Regions from separate parts of the Sus scrofa genome. Here region 1 is linked to region 2. A link is a contact called in public Hi-C data. All regions are on one chromosome and are shown on one strand. The core of a region is the stretch at or near the end of the contact, and the rest is flanking DNA. Distances in the headings are between cores, read along the strand shown.

The links. Hi-C and Micro-C count contacts between places; a contact is called where the count stands out from the background.
Region 1: a contact with region 2 is called in a Hi-C map of liver, with 3 times the contacts expected there. The contact joins the promoter of MYCL here to the enhancer-like site in region 2. A contact is called at or near these places in 3 of 5 promoter capture datasets (fetal liver, fetal skeletal muscle and liver), 22 of 47 Hi-C or Micro-C datasets (alveolar macrophages, brain, embryonic fibroblasts and 12 more) and 2 of 2 datasets of contacts at active chromatin or transcription factors (alveolar macrophages and skeletal muscle).

What each region holds. Positions count from the first base shown.
Region 1 is chr6:95,700,083-95,705,076 of Sscrofa11.1, reverse strand. MYCL (protein L-Myc) reads left to right here and starts at 2,450. Exons shown (of 3, transcript XM_003127827.5): 1 at 2,450-2,643; 2 at 2,992-3,496. The coding sequence starts at 3,001.
Region 2 is chr6:95,626,091-95,630,803 of Sscrofa11.1, reverse strand. TRIT1 (tRNA dimethylallyltransferase, mitochondrial) reads left to right here. Exons shown (of 9, transcript XM_021095994.1): 9 at 1-4,713. Among named protein-coding and RNA genes, the nearest start is that of BMP8B, 29 kb to the right of the region's middle. Within about 2 kb of position 3,068, at least 16 of the 83 cell types and tissues checked have an H3K27ac peak or open chromatin away from gene starts, as enhancers often do. A contact at or near this core is called in fetal liver, liver and omental adipose tissue, where this site is marked.

The sequences.
Region 1 (4,994 bases), core at 1,201-3,700, 75 kb before region 2:
AGTCTGGTGAGGAAGTCAAAGCATGCACAGTGAAGGAGCAGCCTACCTCTCAGAAGACAACTTAATTTATCCTCTTTTTTTTTTTTTTTTTTTTTTTTGCTTTTTAGGGCTGAAACCAAGGCATATGGAGGCTCCCAAGCTAGGGGTTGAGTCAGAGCTACAGCTGCTGGCCTACGCCACAGCCACAGCAATGCAGATCTGAGCCGCGTCTGCGAGCTACACCATAGCTCACGGCAACACCAGATCCTTAACCCACTGAGTGAGGCCAGGGATTGAACCTGCAACCTCATGGTTCCTAGTCTGCTGCAACATAAGAACTCCTATCCTCGTTCTTGAGGTGAGGCCACCCCTTGGTCGTCCTCAGATATCACCCTCTATCAACCATGGGGAGGGCCTGTTGAGTAAGGAATCTCATCTAGAGAAAGAAGACCCATTTTCCAAGCATATATTTCTAATCTCCCATGGGTTATATGCCCCAAATCCTTCCAATAAAGTGATTTTCTGCTTAAATTTATCTGTCACTTATAACCAAAAACTCTGGTACAGCAATCATTTCAGGCATCTGCGAACCAGAGAACAAGTCCATAAAAGGCAGTTCCAATCCCTCTGCCTTGAGGCTGCAACCAAACCTGCAACCTTTCCGAGCTGTGCCTTCCATTCAGCACAAATCGGTGTGGTGTACACAGGCTATCTCAATAAAATCTGGTTGCCTGAATCACTCAGGAAGTTCAGTCAGAAGCTGTTCTATGTATTGAGATTGCAAAGCTACCAAGAGCTAGTTGCTGCCTTGGAAGATGCCCACATGCACCTGACATACAGCAAAACTGAGGGTGTCATCTTCCTTGTCTTTTCTCTCAACCTATGTATCAACTTACAACTGGTATCCCATGCTCCAACCACAATGAACTACTTGCACATCTCACATCCCTCTGCCAGGATGTCGACAGTGAGGAGTTTGGTGCTCTTAGACCATGGGGAGGGAGAGACAGACAGCAGGTAATCAGGCTGCTGTTTGTAGACCAGACCTTGAATGCCAGTTAGAGCATTCTAGATGTACGGGCTGCTATCCCAGGTTAGTTTCCTTGGTCTAAATAGAACGCTCCTATAGTTTAGCTTTTCCTCTTCTCCTTTTTTTTGTCTTTTGTCCTTTTAGGGCTGCACCCGTGGCATATGGAGGTTCCAAGGCTAGGGGTCTAATGGGAGCTACAGCTGCCGGCCTACACAGCCATAGCAACGCCAGATCCGAGCCACATCTGTGACCTACACCCGATCCTTAACCCACTGAGCGAGGCCAGGGATGGAACCTGCAACCTCATGGTTCCCAGTCAGATTCGTTTCCCATGCGCAACGAACGGGAACTCCACTTTTCCTCTTCTATTGAAGGAAGTCTGCACAGAAGAGGAGAAGAGGACACAAGGCTTATACCTCCATCATTTTAAACAGACATGCAGAGCTACAAGCAAAGTTCCCATTTTACACATAAGTAAACAGAGGCTTCAAATGACTTGGCTCTACAGCTACCAAGTGGCAAATTGAAGGCTTGAAAGAAGTTTCCAGACCGCAAATCCCCATTCTTTCCTCTACTAGTACAGCTCCTACAGCGAGTTTTGTGTGTGGTGTGAGGGGGGGGAATCTCAGCTCTGGCCTGGTCTTGGGGAAAAATTCTCCTTACCACCCACATCAGGGGCTAAGTTTGTTCTACTTGCCTCTCTTGGCCTAGTTCCCTTCACTAGATACTCTGTCTTCTTAAATTCTCACAACAATCCTGTGGGATATTACCATCCCTTCATTTTATAGATGAGACCAAGGCTCAGCAAGGTTAAGTTTCAGGATCCAAAGTTTGGGGTCCTCACCACCTTACTTCGCTGAGGTCTGTCCAGGTTTAGGAACACTAGCTGATGAAACGGACCAGAGGGTGATGAAGCGGTTGCTGGGGACCAGTCCCACTTCAGGACCAAGGGCCACCAGGTGGCGTGGTGGACGTTTGGCTGCCCCCACCCTACCTCGCCAGACGCACCAGAACGACAGGAGGCGAGCCCGAGGAAGTAGGCTCGCGGGGCGGGGAGTAGTTCTCTTCTCCAGCCCAGAGTCTGCAAGTAGCGCGCGTTTCCCTCGGCCTCCAGAGGACCACCCGGGCCTCGCTCAAGAGTTACGCCCCCATCAGGCAACCGCCGGGCTGCATCAGCTTGCCGCCTCTTCTGCGCTCCCCAGTGTGCAATCCATTTTGAGAGATACAGGGAACAGAACAGGAGAGAGTAGCCACGATCCGGGCGCGGGGCGGGGGACTGGGGGGGGCTGAGACTCCACCGCCCCCACCTGTCGACCGGGAGGGGCGGGGAAGGGCGGGGCTTGTCCCGTAGGGCCCGCCCCCGGTCCCTGAGCCCTGGGCGCGCGACGAGATATAAGGCAGCCGGGAAACAATGCGCCTGCATCTCGCGCTCCCGCGCCGCTCCCGGGAGCGTCCCGGCAGCCGTGCGCGAGTGAAGGCGGGAGCGCGCGCGCGGGGGGCGAGCTCCTGAATGCGGGCCGCGCGCTCGGTGGCGCGCATGTGCATGTGTGCGGGCTGCCGGGCTGCCGGGCTGCCGGGCTGCCCCGAGCCGGCGGGGAGCCGGTCCGCTCCAGGTGGCCGGCAGCGGGAGCGAGGTGAGGCTGCGGGCGGCCAGGGTACGGGCGCCAGTCCCGGGGGGGCGGGCTGCAGGCTGCCTTTAGGGCACAGCGCGCCCCCGCCCGGCCCGGCCGGGCCCTGGGAGCTGCGCTCCGGGCGGCGCTGGCAAAGTTTGCTTTGAACTCGCTCCCCGCAGCCTAGACCGCGCGCAGTGAGCGGCTTCCTTGGGCACTCTGACCCAGGGCCGGGCTGCTCCGGACACTAGAGAAAGACGCGAGAGGTTGGGGAGGGAGAAGAGCCTGGCAGCAGGCTGTGCTGGAGGGCCGAGGGACGCCTCCCTCCCTGAGCCCGCAGCGGGGTCAGCACGTCCCCCTTCCCTCCCGCAGGGAGCGGACATGGACTTCGACTCGTACCAACACTATTTCTACGACTATGACTGCGGGGAGGATTTCTACCGCTCCACGGCGCCCAGCGAGGACATCTGGAAGAAATTCGAGCTGGTGCCGTCGCCCCCCACGTCGCCGCCCTGGGGCTCCGGTCCTGGCGCCGGGGACCCGGCCCCGGGAATTGGTCCTCTGGAGCCGTGGCCCGGAGGGGGTGCTGCGGACGAGGCAGAAATCCGGGGTCACTCGAAAGGTTGGGGCAGGAACTACGCCTCCATCATCCGCCGTGACTGCATGTGGAGCGGCTTCTCGGCCCGGGAACGGCTGGAGAGAGCGGTGAGCGACCGGCTTGCCGCTGGCGCTCCCCGGGGAAACCCGCCCAAGGCTCCCGCTGCCCCAGACTGCGCTCCCAGCCTCGAAGCCGGCAGTCCGGCACCCGCTGCCCCTTGTCCGCTGGGCGAGCCCAAGACCCAGGCCTGCTCGGGGTCCGAGAGCCCAAGCGACTCGGGTAAGGACCGCCCTGGGCCATCCAAGAGGGGGGCACCCCATGGGTGGCCAAACCTCTGCCGCTGAGGTCAGGCACTGGATCTGCGCAAGCCTTTCTGCCACCTCCCCCTTCCTCTGGCTGAAGCTGCCGGTGTAGCCCCCAGCGGTGTCTGTCTGGCACGTGGGTGTGTTAGTAAACAGTTTGAAGTAGTGGCGTGGGAGCCAGCGTCCCTTTGATGATGATTGGAGCCCCGGGGGACAAGGGAGACTGGGTGAGGCTTGGCACTTAGAGAGGACAATACTGGGATTGAGCCGTAGGGGATTTTTGTCCTCCAGAGGCTGGAAGTGGTCCCTTAAGGGTCACTCCAGGCTTGACTTTTTTTGTTGCTGTCTCTTTCCCTGGGAAACTCACTCCCCTAGGGAGAGGAGCCCCTCAGGAGCCTTTTGTGCAAAGAAGAAGCCTTCATCCTTTCAAAAACCTGGTCTCCTGCCTGCTTTACTTTAAAATGGCAATAATGGCTCCTCTTGCACCTCCGCCTGTTACTATGTGTACATCCACATCACCCCTGAAACAGGTATTGAAGGAATGACCACTCCCCATTAACAGATGGAAACACTGAGGCTTAGAAATAGGAAATCACCATACGTGAACCCCAGCTTCCCACCATCTAGCCAGCCTCCTTTGCCCAATCCTCCATCCCAACCAGGCACTTCTCTGATGTTTAGAGGACCTCAGTGGTAGTTTATGTGAGAAAGGCAGCCACTTGCCTTTTTGCTTTGGCCTGAGGTGAGAAGGTGTTCCTCTAGCTCCCTCCCAATTCATCCGAGGGCTTCAGCTACTTCATTTGTATTCAGCAAATGTTCACTGGCCCCTACTTTGTGCCAAGCCCTGGGCTTGGTTCTGGCGTCACAGATCTGGAGCTCCAGGCTTCTCTTCCCCATCCTTGAATGAATGTGTAAATGTCACTGAGTGCAGACTGCAGCATCCTGTGCCACCAGACTGTGTTCTTAGCCTAACCTCTTTGAGGTGCTCATGAGAAATACTGGGGAGGGTGCTTTTATAGGGTGCAAACTGAGGGTAGCATCAGGTAGATCAGGACAAAAAACTCACTGTAGCTTTTAGGAATGACTTACATGACCATTTGGAGGGAACTGGGGAATGGATTTGGAGGTTGTCATACACTTGAGGGGAAAAATAAGGATAATGAGAAGAATTAAAAGTCTTTTTTTTTTTTTTGGTCCACCATATTAAGGTCATTTTTTAACCTTGCTTTCTACACTGAGACCTTTTGTTTGCTTAATGGCTGGAATGGGAACTTTGAGACCAAGATACCAATAAAGATGTATCTCTACAAAAGCTGATGGAGTGGTAGAGCGGAAAGAGCATTGTTTTGGGAGTTTGGACATCTTAGTTTCAGATCCAGAACGTTACAAAGGTGATGTGTGGACTTGGCTGATCTGGATCTCGGTTTCTCCCTTTGCACTTGAGGGAGTTAGACCTTATTGTCCAGCCGAGGACA
Region 2 (4,713 bases), core at 1,819-4,318:
GCCAGGACCTCGAGCAAGGAGGAAATGGGTTGTTTAACGGGTATAGAGTTTCAATTTTGCAAGATGAAAAACCTCTGGAGATTGGTTGCACAACAGTGTGAAATGCTTAACACTACTGAATTGTACACTAAAAAATGGTTGAGATCATAAATTTTATGTATATTTTACCACAATTAAGGGGGGGGAAGGGTCCAAGAAAGGGATTCGTTAGCCCAGCTTGAGTCTGGTGCTTACCCTGAGGCCTACTGGCCAGGCTAGGGTTAGAGTCTTGAAAGAATAGGGCAGTTCCCATGGAAACGAAGTGGATGAAATGAAAGTGATTTCCAGAGGTAGGGTGTGTGGGTTGCTGGGAGGGAGCGTAACTGGACAGACAAGCTGTGGATATCCACTGTGGAGTAACCGCCTTCTCGTCAGCAAGACATTTGTTTTTCTAGCAGCAGGGGTGATCTTATGCTACGTCCAAACCACTGGGGTGGCCCTTGCCATTATCTTCACCATCTGACATCTGTCACAGTCACTCCTTATGTATTTATAGCTCAGTATGATTTTAACAGACTTACATATCTCACTAGTCTTTGCTAAGAATCTTTGAAGGAGTTTCTACAAATGAGGAAACAGACTCCTACTATATGAGTGACTTAATGTAGAGTTGTCAGTTGTAAGGGACCAAAAGCCAATTAGAATTCAGGTATAAAGAAGGATTTATTGACTCATGGAATCTAAGGACAGGTTGAACAACCAAGCCACTCCTGAAGGGCAGATCTGGTGCCTCTGGGCATCAGGAGCAACTGCCACCAGGGACTCTGTCACCACCGGCACCATCTGCCCCGCCTTTCTCTTCTCTGAATGCTGGCTTCACTTTTTCCTTCATGCCAACCAGTTTTCTTCAGGTGATCACTGGAAGCTTCCACACCTCACATCAGAAGTAGACCTGACTCCTGCAGTTCCCTTTGTGGCTCAGTGGTTAATGAACCCGACTAGGAACCATGAGGATGAGGGTTCGACCCTTGGCCCTGCTCAGTGGGTTAAGGATCTGGCATTGCCGTGAGCTGTGGTGTAGGCCGCAGACATGGCTCAGATCCCGCGTTTCTGTGGCTCTGGTGTAAGCCGGCACCTGTAGCTCCAATTCCACCCCTAGCTTGGGAACCTCCATATGCCTTGGGTGCGGCCCTAAACAAAAAAAAAAAAAAAAAAGAAAGTAGACCTGACTTCAACTTAGAAATTCCAAGGGTGGCTGCTGAATAGAGCTGAATTCTATTGTTTATATGCCACCCCACACCATTAATCAGGAGAACAAGTCACAGGGATCAAACCCCACAATGTCATGCTAGTTGGATTCATTTCTTTTGTGCCACGTGCTTTTTAGACACTACTTTTTTTTTTTTTTTTTTTTTTTGGTCTTTTTGCCATTTCTTGGGCCGCTCCCATGGCATATGGAGGTTCCCAGGATGGGGGTCTAATCAGAGCTACAGCTGCCTGCCTACACCAGAGCCACAGCAACCAGGGATCTGAGCCTTGTCTTCGAGTACAACCACAGCTCATGGCAATGCTGGATCCTCTTAACCCACTGATCGAGGCCAGGGATTGAACCTGTAACCTCATGGTTCCTAGTCGGATTCGTTAACCACTGAGCCACAACGGGAACTCCACTTTTTAGTTGTTTTAAATGTCAACATGGGAGTTCCCCTTGTGACATAGCAGAAACAAATCCTACTAGGAACCATGAGGATTCGGGTTCCATCCTGGCCCCAGTCAGTGGGTTAAGGATCAGGTATATCAGGTATTGCTGTGAGCTGTGGTATAGATCACAGATGCAGCTGGATCTTGCGTTGCTGTGGCTGTGGTGTAGGCCAGGAGCTATCGCTCCCATTCGACCCCGAGCCTGGGAAATTCCATATGCTGTGGGTGCAGCCCTAAAAAAAAATTCAAATTAAAAAAAAGTCACCATGCAAAGAGTGCAGAGAATCCAATATTCATCTGGTTCAGTTGTTTTCAAACTTGCTTTCACTGTGGATCCATTTTTTTTTTTCTTCCTCTAAAGAAAACCTCACCTGAACTCCAATACAGAATATAGATTGAATCAGAGCGGCTTGGGGTCTGGGTGGGTCACAGGGGCCTTGGGACCCTCTAAGTCAGTCTCCTCCCCTGTGGAACATATGTTGAAAATCACTGATCTAGATTAGCCACTTTATTTCTCAGGTGGAGAAAGTGAGGCTCAGAGGTCCAGCGGTCACCCACAACAGCACACAGAGTAGCAGGGCTGTGGCTGGAACCCTGGTTTTGGCGTTGTATTCGTTCCACTGTATGATGCGGCTTCTAGCTGTTTCAGATGAGCCATCCACCAACGCAGTTGTATTTTCCTTGAGACACACGATAACTTGAACTGGACCAATGCAAAGGCAAGCGGAGAACTTTGGGGGCCTAAACCGATAAACAGATGAAAGCTGTATGTTAGGAATGTCTGTTTAAATTGCTTGACAGATTTAAATGAGTGCTTACTATTCACCATTTTAGGTGCCAGAGATAGATCAGTGAACAAGATAGTTCCTGCCTTCAGAGTTCAAGTCTTCCAGGCTATTTCAGTTGATATAATAAATGTTACATTAGAGATGGATGTTGAGGGAACACTCGTAATTGTAGCCAGCCCCGTTCAGAGGAATCTGGGAAGGCTATCTGAGGAAATGACATCTAAGAAACACACCAGGAGTTCCCGTCATGGTGCAGTGGTTAATGAATCTGACTAGGAACCATGAGGTTTCAGGTTCGATCCTGGCCTTCCTCAGTGGGTTAAGGATCCGGCGTTGCTGTGAGCTGTGGTGTAGGTCGCAGACGCAGCTCGGATCCCGCATTGCTGTGGCTCTGGTGTAGGCTGGTGGCTACAGTTCAGATTAGACCCCCTAGCCTGGGGAATCTCCATATGCCCTAGAAAAGGCAAAAAGCCAAAAAAAAAAAAAAAAAAAAACCACCAGAAAAAGTGACGGGAGTGAGCCAGGCAGGGGAGTGTCAGGAGAAGGGCTGGGGAGGTCTGCCGGAACTAGGTCATAGAGGGCCCGGTAAACCATTAACCCTAAGATAACATCATCAGATGTGTTTGCTGGAGAAATCACTCGGAATTGGCCGGAGACAGCCTAGAGGCAGTAGAGACGGGGTGATTCAAGTATTTACTAGGTAGGATTTACAGGACTTGGTGATCGATTAAATATGGGTGGTGAGGGAGTAGAAAGGGGTCAAACATTGAGCAATTGATGGATGGTGGATCCTTTGGCCAAGGTGGAGAGCACTGGAGGAGAGGGCAGGGCTGGCCTGAGGCCTCGGGAGAGTTCAGTTAGGGACTTGTTGAGATCAGACTGTCTGTGGAGACTCCTAATGGGAAGTACAGTACGGAACTGGATATTCAGGTTGAGCCCCGAGAGAATTCTGGGCGGGAGATAGGGATCTCTAAGCCCCTAGCACTGGTGGTGTTTGAAGCTGTGGGAGATGAGGTCACTGGGGTAGGGGGGTAGTGAGAAGAGAAAAGGTCTGGAACGGAACTTGAGGAACATGGACATTGTGTGAGAGGAGCTTACATCAGGAACTGAGGAGTAGTGAGAGGAGGAGAGAGCAGGAGTCTGGGGCCACAGAAGCATTTGAGAAGGGAGTGGTCAGCAGAGAAGAACGTACACACACGATGAGGAATGAGAGGCATTCGGTGGATTTTAGTGACAGGACGTCAGTGATAACCTCGGCAAGAGAAGTTTAGGTTTTTGGGAGTTCCCGTCGTGACTCAGTGATTAACGAATCCGACTAGAAACTATGAGGTTGCGGGTTGGATCCCTGGCTTGCTCTGTGGGTTAAGGATCTGGCGCTGCCATGAGTTGTGGTGTAGGTAGCAGATGTGGCTCGGATCCTGCGTTGCTGTGGCTCTGGCGAAGACCGGGGGCTACAGCTCCGATGGACCCCTAGCCTGGGAACCTCCATATGCCGAGGGAGCGGCCCAAAGAAATAACAAAAAGACCAAAAAAAAAAAAAAAAAAAAAAGATGTTTAGGTTTTGGGTTAGCAAATTTGAGGAGTAAACGGGAGGAGAGAGAGTGGCCATGGTCAATGTGGTCTGGTCTTCAAGTTACCAAAGGTTTGGGAGAGCTTTTGCGGGAGGTTTGGGGTTGATGGAAGTTGATTTTCTTTATTTCCAAGACAGTGTCACATGTTTAAATGTTCCTTTTTTTCTTCCCCCCGGTCATTTTTGTGTGTGTGTTTTTAAATTTTTCTGTTGCACTTGATTTACAGTGTTCTGTCGATTTCTGCTGTACAGCAAAGTGACCCAGCTATACGTATATAAACATTCGTTTTTTCTTCTGTCATGTTCCATCACAAGTGATTAGATATAGTTCCTTGGGACGGCGAGTAGTTCTAGGTACTAGAAGATGGTTTCCTCCTTTGGGAAAGATTTGGAGGGACGTCCGTACCAATGTGACAGGGCACCCCTTTGTGACGCCATCTACAGCTGGAGGCAGGGTGACCAACTCATCCTGTTCAGACCGGGACTTTCCTGGTGTTCAAACTGAAGTGCCATGTCCTGGGAAGCCCCTCAGTTTGAGCGGACAGGATGAGGATGGTTGGTTCCCCTAGATAGAGACTTCCTCCCATAAGGCTAAGTAAGAAATAGTCTCCAGTTTTGAAGAGAGTGGTTTATCATTTTTCTGAAGATCCAGAGAAGCTGCCTACCTCAGAAAAA